Linked DNA regions of Macaca mulatta: all the other regions are linked to region 2. A link is a contact called in public Hi-C data. All regions are on one chromosome and are shown on one strand. The core of a region is the stretch at or near the end of the contact, and the rest is flanking DNA. Distances in the headings are between cores, read along the strand shown. Region 1 holds the start of ZNF605 (zinc finger protein 605). Region 2 holds the start of ZNF84 (zinc finger protein 84). Region 3 holds the start of ZNF891 (zinc finger protein 891).

Region 1 (2,700 bases), core at 117-2,616, 71 kb after region 2:
CTCAAAAAAAAAAAAAAAAAAATTAGCTGGGAGTGGTGCTGGGCGCCTGTAATCCCAGTGACTCAGGAGGCTGAGACAGGAGAATCGCTTGAACCCGGGAGGCGGGAGGCGGGAGGCGGAGGTTGCTGTGAGCTGAGATTGCGCCATTGCACTCCAGCCTGGGCAACAAGAGCAAAACCCCATCTCTCACAGGCTCCAAATTTACTAATATAGAATTGAGCTAAATATTATTTCACAAAAACTTGAATTTGGTCTTTATGGCCATTCCAATTTTTTAAATTGCCAATTGTGTGTGTTTCCTGTTTTTCCCCATTTTTATGTAAAAATTAATATGCTTTTATGGGTTTTTTTTGACGGAGTCTCACTGTCTCCCAGGGTGGACTGCAGTGGTGTGATCTCAGCTCACTGCTACCTCCGCCTCCCGGGTTCAAGCAATTCTCGCGCCTCAGCCTCCTGAGTAGCTGGGATTACAGGCATGAGCCACCACACCCGGCTAATTTTTATATTTTTAGTAGAAACGGGATTTCACCATGTTGGTCAGGCTGGTCTCGAACTCCTGACCTCAGGTGATACCCCTGCCTCGGCCTCCCAAAGTGCTGGGATTACAGGCGTGAGTCACCGCCCCCGGCCTGGCAAAAACCTTTTTTTTTTTTTTTGAGACAGAGTCTCGCTCTGTTGCCCAGGCTAGGGTGCAGCGGCGGGATCTCGGCTCACTGCAACCTCCGCCCCCCGGGTTCAAGCGATTCTCCTGTCTCAGCCTCCTGAGTCACTGGGATTACAGGCGCCCAGCACCACTCCCAGCTAATTTTTTTTTTTTTTTTTTTTTTTTTTTTTTTTTTTGAGACGGAGTCTCGCCCGGTCGCCCAGGCTAGAGTGCAATGGCACGATATTGGCTCACTGCAACGCGCGTAACACTAAAATTTACCTATATTACTTACAGCTGTGATGTAAAATGGAAAAGAAGCCGGACGCAGTGACTCATGCCTGTAATTCCAGCATTTTAGGAGGCTGGGGCAGGAGGATTATTTGAACCCAGGAGTTGGGAAACCAGCCTGAGGCTGCAATGAGTGGTGATAGCACCACTGCACTCCCCACTGGGTGACAGAGCGAAACCCTGCCTCCAAAAACAAACAAACAAAAAAACAAGGAAAAGATGCAGAGGCGTCCTCCTGGAGGCGCCTTTAGGTTCTCTCACAGACATGTTGGGCCAGCACTGCTGGCTCCATCCTAGATTTCTTCCAGTCCTCCCCAGTTACCCGCCAAGCGGCTTCTCCAACCGGAAACGTCCTAGGGCGACCCCGGCGAGTGCACCGCGGAGCCCCTCGGGAAGTGTGGTTCCAGCGCGAGCGGCACTCTGGTAAATGTAGTTCTCTGCGCGTTCACTTCCGCGGTGGGGCCGTGTCCACCACTGCACTGCGAGGTCCGAGGGGTAAGGGAGTGTGCAGCGGGGGCGGGACGACTAGGCGGCGGGGCTGGAGGCAGGCTCTGTGTCTGCGCCGGGGGTCGCGGTGACCCCGCTGCGGACCGGCTAGCGGTGACCCCAGCGCGCCGGAGCTGGCTGCCGGCCGGGGCCAGAAAGGCCTGCGGGGCGGCCTGGGCGCATGCGCGGACGGCGGGCCTCGGGCGGGGCCCTGGGGGCGCGCGGGGGTGGGAGGCAGCGGGCGGGATGGGGGCTGTAGGGCGGGCGGCGGCGGGGCGCTGAATGTGGGGGTCGGGGGAGATTTGGGGTCAGCTGGGCGATTCACTGGCGGCCTATGGAGGTCCCTGTAGACTTGGGGTGCAGCGCGGGCGGGGCAAGGGGACGCGAGGCTGCTCTTGGCCCTGGGGGAGAGGGGCCCCTGGGAGGCCGTGTGGAGGATGTGTCTGCAGCGATTAGGACTCTGCTGATCAATGATTTGGATGCCTTGTGGTGAGCACTGGAGGCCAGCGGGGTGAATGATGAGGCTTCTGCGGGGGTCTGCTTGGGAGGGTTTAGGGGTCGCTTGTGTGGGTTCCATTCACGGAAGCCTGCCGGCTGTGACAGTGTTGAATTTCGCCAGAGCCTTGTGCTCCTGGAAACAGTGAAGGCTGAGGAATTTCCCACCCTTTTGGGTTCCAGGAGATGACTCGCTGCAAAGACCCCCCTTCCCTATATGATTTAGGTCAGCCTCCAGGATGCCCCTTGTTCACACAGACCCGCCACGTTGCTGTCGCTTGCCTCATCAGTGACTGGCTGAACTCCACTGAGCGGTCGGAGCAAAATGTTCCTTAACCAAACTTTAGCCAAGCTTCTTTCCTTTCCCCATTTTCTTGAGCTTTGGCCCATCCCCGGCCTGAGCCAACACGCAGCCTCGGCAGAGAACAGGCTGGCTCAGGGTCAGGCTTCCTCTGCTTTGCTCTCTGGTCGCGCGAACTTCCACCTCGCTTGGCAGGCCTGGTCTTGGCTACCCTTGTTCCCGTCTCTCTATGAAAGAAAATCCCTTTTTGCTTTGCAGAGACGCACGTGAGTCTCGTGGCTTCGGGGTTCTTCCCAGAAGCCCCTTCCCCTTCCCCTTCCCAACCCTCTTCCGCGTCTTTTTTCCCCACTTCCAGTAACCTTTCGGAGCCGTCTTTGCTGTGTCCAGTTGCATGCTTTATTTGACAGCTGAATAACGGTGGTTGCTGTTTCAACCCGTCTCCAATAGCGGAGGCGAGTATGGGGTGGCCTATGCTGGCGAGTGG
Region 2 (2,700 bases), core at 145-2,644:
CACTGCACTCCAGCCTGGGCAACAGCGTGAGACTCCGTCTCAAAAAAAAAAAAAAAAAAAAAAAGATATCAACAACTTATATAAAATAATGAAAAAATAAAATCCAACTCATAATTGAAAAAAAGTCATAAAATATGTAGGAATATCAAGATCCATATGAAGCATACTAAAAACACCAATGAAAACTATAAAAATAGAATTAAAGAAATTTATAATTCGATTTTATTTTAGGATAGGAAGACTTCATATTGTGAAGGTAATTTGACCTCAAATGATTTATATAACTCGTTCAACTCCACTCAGAATCTCAAAATTCTGAAGTTTACGTGTAAGGAAAAAGGTTCAAGAACAGTTTGAACACTTTTTTTTTTTTTTGAGACAGGGTCTTACTGTGTTGTCCAGGCCGAAGCGCAATGGCATAACCATAGCTCACTGCAGCCCTGAACTCCTGGGCTCAAGTGATCCTCCCACCTCCGCCTACAGAGTAGCTGGGGCTACAGGCATACCCTGGACGCTTTTGGAAATACAAAATAATGAATGTGAACAGGCCTACTGTAATACATATAAATTATAATAATTATAACATCTGACAGTGGCTTCAGAGAGGTTACACAGATGAAAAAAGCAGAACTGTCTATGCCAGAGTCAGCATGTAATAGATGTAGCACTTCAAAGCCATGAGTAAAACTAAATTATTTAATGAATACGAGAATATTTGAAAGAAAATAAAGGTAGCTATTTCATACAACTACTTCCAGATGGATTAAATTTTAAAATAATGGAAACCCTAAGAATGTCTTAAAAAAAAAAACAAACCACAGGTGAATTATATGCATAATTTGAGGGGAGATGTCGCCACACGATACAAAAGACAAAAGTAATTTAAAAAACTGTAAAACAGTCAATAAACGTAACCATTAAAAAATACAGGGCCAGGCATGGTGGCTCACACCTGTGCTTTAAAAGACTCTTTCGACACCGGCAGAGCCAGGCTGCGGGCGGATGCGGTCCAGCAGGGCAGCCGCGCCTCAGGGCCACGGCTCGGCAACGGGGCTGGCCCGCTGTCGAGGCCGAACGCACGCGAGGCCCACGCCGGCGCCTCCACGCCCGCCTGAAAGGACGCCCAGCAGCGGCGCCTCGGGAAAGGCCGTGCCCGCCCCACAGCCCAGAACCCGCGCGGCTCCGCGGCCCACGGCATCTTCACGAGCCGGCCCAGCCCCACCCCGCCCCAGCCCCGAGTCCGCGCGCGGACGTCCAGGACCTTGAAGCCGAAGCCCTCCGCGGCCACTCCCGCGCGCCTCCCCCGCCATCCCTGGAGCCCCCAGCGCCGGCCCCGCATTAAACGCACTAAACTCACAAAAGACGCCGCCGCCGAGTCGCGCTCGAGCACGCGCGCCCGCGGCCCCGCGATCACGTGATGCCGCCCGGTCCCGCGCCCCGCGCACGCGCCGGAGTCGCCGGCCTTTGTGCGCTCCCGCGGCTCCGAACGGGCCGGGACGAGTAGGGGACTGCAGACGAGCACACTCGCACGCGCGCACACGCGCACACTCCCCTCTCACGTGGCAGCGAAGGACAAAGAGGAAGAAAGGGCCGCCAGCAAGCTTTGCCACGAGTGCATATGCGCATGCGCGAAGGACGGAGCCACCGCGAACTCAACTTCCCAGGGTGCCCCGCATCCGGAAGTGCCTGTCGCCTGGAGACGCAGTGACGCCAAACTGGCTCACACGGTTTTCTGAGAAACATGAAGGGAAACCGAATCCACCAATACTCTTTTTTTTTTTTTTTTTGTTCTTTTTGAGACGGAGTCTCGCTCTGTCGCCCAGGCTGGAGTGCAGTGGCGCGATCTCGGCCCACTGCAACCTCCGCCTCCCGGGTTCAAGCAATTCTGCTGCCTCAGCCTCTCGAGTAGCTGGGACTACAGGCTCCCGCCGCCACGCCCGGCTAATTTTTTGTATTTTAGTAGAGACGGGGTTTCACCGTGTTGCCCAGGCTGGTCTCGAACTTTTGAGCTCAGGCAATCCGCCCGCCTCGGCCTCCCAAAGTGCTAAGATTACAGGCGTGAGCCACCTCGCCCGGCCCACCAATACTTTAAAAAGACAATTGGTTTGACTTCAGTTGAGGAAACCACAAAAACATAAATATATTTACGGAAAGAAGCTAAGAATTAACAGAAAAAAAGTAAAGCTGATCCATAACTCGAGTGGTAGGGAGAATTATAGGTAAGTCACGATGCTTATGAAAGAGAGATGGCGCCGGGGAGATGGAGGAGAGGAGAGAGATGAAAAAAGAGAAATAACTACAAACATAGGAAATTGAACGTGGAATCTTTTTTTTTTTTTTTTTTTGAGACGGAGTCTCACGCTGTTGCCCAGGCTGGAGTGCAGTGGCCGGATCTCAGCTCACTGCAAGCTCCGCCTCCTGGGTTCACGCCATTCTCCTGCCTCAGCCTCCTGAGTAGCTGGGACTACAGGCGCCCGCCACCGCGCCCGGCTAATTTTTTGTATTTTTAGTAGAGACGGGGTTTCACTGTGGTCTCGATCTCCTGACCTTGTGATCCACCCGCCTCGGCCTCCCAAAGTGCTGGGATTACAGGCTTGAGCCACCGCGCCCGGCCTGAACGTGGAATCTTAAAAAGGCAAACTCATAGAAACAGTGGAAGTGTGGTCACCAGAGGTCAGGTGGCGAGAGTGGGAAATGAGA
Region 3 (2,700 bases), core at 127-2,626, 93 kb before region 2:
AGTTGTGTCACAAAAGTTAATGTGGAAGTGATTTTCAAAGTGGTAGGGAGGAGGTGAGCTATCCAGTTCTCGGAGAGCTAACTGCAGTCATCTCTAACCTAATAATATTTGTTGGCTGGCATTCTGGGTGACATCCTGCCTTCCCTTTTACTTTTTTTTTTTTTAATTAAGTCTCTTTCTGCAATTAATGTATAGCTAGAATTGAAATTGTTCAACTTCTGCATACACTTTGGGTGGGATCTACGTACCAAATCTTGATGTTAACCTTATCTTTGACACTCATATTATGTGTTAGATGGCCTATATACAATTTTAATTAACAAATCTAGCGTCAAGGGAAAATAAAAATATAGTAAACTTATCATCTGTCTCTGAAAACAAAAAAAGTAGATTAAACAAACACACCTCTAGTTAACCTATTTGATTAAAAAACAAAATTGAAGATGAGGAAGCTAGGAGCTAGAGACGCAGGATTTGTTTTCAAAAGACCACACACAAATTGGCGTCACTATTTCAATAAATGCTAGAAAGGCCATTGGTAAAATTTTAAACATCTATCCCAGCTGGGGGAAAAATGGAAGTTAGACTAGAAGAAACCTTATTTTGTATTACTCAAAATACCTGGCTCAAACTTACTACCACCGCCGCCCACTCTGCGTCAATCTCCAGGCGCAGCCGTTATTCTCCACAGAACAAGAACGTCCGCCGTGAACGCCTGGGCCGCGCGAGGGAGAGTGACTCCGGCAAGGGGTGACTATCACCGTTAGAATTTTTCATTGACAAAATTACCGTCTACCTAGAAATACGAAGCTAATACACTGCTACATTACTAAAGGGTTCAACACGCGTCTCATTACGATGCAAACACAAAATTCAGCACTTTCGTGTATACCTGCAATAAGCAACTAGAAGGTTCGATGGGAGAAAGCGATCTCGTCACAAAGGCAGCAGCAACGGCAAAACAGAGAACGCGACTCCATTCCCCGCGCAGCGCGAGCAGCGGCGTCAGAGCGGTGTCTGAGGCCGGCCCGGCACTACGGCGCCACCTCCCCGTGGCCTGACGTCACGCACGCGCACGCGCCCCGCCCCGCCCCATTAGTCCTGCGCCCGCCCCTGCCGCGCACGCACGCACACGCACCCCTCACACACACCGTGACGCACGCGCCCCAGCCTGGCGTTCAGGCCGCACCCCGCCCCCAGCCCGTCAGCCGCGCGCCCCGGGATCCTAGAATCGGCGTTTCCCCGCCGGCGCCCCAGCCGCCACTCCGTGACGGACACTTCCGTGACGGGCCTTCCGCCGAGAGCGCGCTCGTGACGCACGGACCACGCTCCTTCCGCGGGGCGGCGCACAAGCTCCTGGGAAACGTAGTTCGGCCTTACGTCCCCCTTAGGCTGGACCGCGGGCGCCTGGAGGCGGGCGCCGAGGATGGGTGAGCGTGCAGGGCGGTGGCTTGTTCAACCGGGATGCGTCTCGTGGGCTCAGCCTCGCCCACTGAGTTCTCCTGCGTGCAGGCGTCGCCTCACGGAAGTTTGGGCCTCGGGGAGCCTGCCTGGGAGGCGGCGGTGGGAGAGGCCCTTGAGGGAGGAGGGGCCCCTTACCGGGTGCGAGTGGCGCGCGGGGACCAGGGGCGCGAGGGGCGGAGGGGTCCCGGGCTGGCTGTGTGTGCCACGCAGGGAGCGCCGGGGGACCGGGGGCGCGCGTTTGCCTCCTTTTCTAAGCAACACGGGAGGGCTGAGGGTGCACGCCTCCCTGTCCAGCAGCCTCTTGAATCTCCAAATCTAATAATGGGTTGAATCACAGCCATAGTTTTTTTCACCTATTGCATTATACTCTGGTGTATTCAATTGGCTGTCTCCCTTTGACTTCACTTATGCTCACAAGATTGCATTTTAATCTTTTTGTGTACTCTCCTTGCCCGTTATACTAACAAGATTTTATAAACTTCATAATAATTTGGACAGCACAGTCTCTTCTATTCTGTAAAACAGGTCACCACCCCCCACCGCCCCCCGCCCCGCCTCCAAAAGTTTGGTACAATTTGCATGCAGAACCTTTGGTCTTATTTAGTACGCGTTTAACTTCTGACTCAATTTTTGTTTGTTTTGAGACGGAGTTTCGCTCTTTGTTGCCCAGGCTAAAGTGCAATGGCGCGATCTCGGCTCACGCAAGCTCCGCCTCCCGGATTCAAGTGAATCTCCTGCCTCAGCCTCCGGAGTCGCTGCGATTACAAGCATGAGCCACCACGCCGTGGCTAATTCTGTATTTTTAGTGGAGACGGGGGTTTCTCCGTGTTGGTCAGGCTGGTCTCGAGCTCCCGATCTCAGGTGATCTGCCAGCCTCCCAAAGCGCTGGGATTACAAGAGTGAGCCACCGCACCCGGTCCTGACTCAGTTTTTTAAAAGTCTCATTGATTAGGTATTTTAGTTTGTATTCTGTTTTAGATACCTTTTCCTAGATAATTGTTTTTAGTGTAATTTTTCAAATTTATTGGCATAAAATTGCCCATGCTATTTTATCACTGTAAGTAATTTCTGTGGTGATTTTTAAAATCACTACTTTTTAATATTTTAAAATAACTGCTGTAATTGTTATTTTTTTCTTTTTTGAACCTAATTATCTAGGTGTTCTTTTTTTCTTGATTACTCCTATAAGGTATCAGTGTACATTAGTCTTTTCAAAAATGTAGATTTGGTTTTTTT

What was found. Hi-C and Micro-C count contacts between places; a contact is called where the count stands out from the background.
Region 1: a Hi-C map of fetal cortex germinal zone shows a contact between it and region 2, with 1.9 times the contacts expected there. The contact joins the promoter of ZNF605 here to the promoter of ZNF84 in region 2. A contact is called at or near these places in 2 of 14 Hi-C or Micro-C datasets (fetal cortex germinal zone and liver).
Region 3: a Hi-C map of fetal cortex germinal zone shows a contact between it and region 2, with 2.4 times the contacts expected there. The contact joins the promoter of ZNF891 here to the promoter of ZNF84 in region 2. A contact is called at or near these places in 2 of 14 Hi-C or Micro-C datasets (fetal cortex germinal zone and fetal cortical plate).

The regions. Positions count from the first base shown.
Region 1 is chr11:140,307,821-140,310,520 of T2T-MMU8v2.0, reverse strand. It overlaps ZNF605 (zinc finger protein 605), which reads left to right and starts at 1,366. Exons shown (of 5, transcript XM_077955933.1): 1 at 1,366-1,429. The region is part of intron 1 of ZNF268 (zinc finger protein 268); the gene reads right to left.
Region 2 is chr11:140,379,019-140,381,718 of T2T-MMU8v2.0, reverse strand. ZNF84 (zinc finger protein 84) reads right to left here and starts at 1,394. Exons shown (of 5, transcript XM_077955926.1): 1 at 1,262-1,394. All of the region lies in intron 1 of ZNF268 (zinc finger protein 268), which reads right to left.
Region 3 is chr11:140,471,534-140,474,233 of T2T-MMU8v2.0, reverse strand. It overlaps ZNF891 (zinc finger protein 891), which reads left to right and starts at 1,376. Exons shown (of 3, transcript XM_077955940.1): 1 at 1,376-1,430. The region is part of intron 1 of ZNF268 (zinc finger protein 268); the gene reads right to left. ZNF10 (zinc finger protein 10) reads right to left here and starts at 1,019. Exons shown (of 5, transcript XM_015109755.3): 1 at 893-1,019.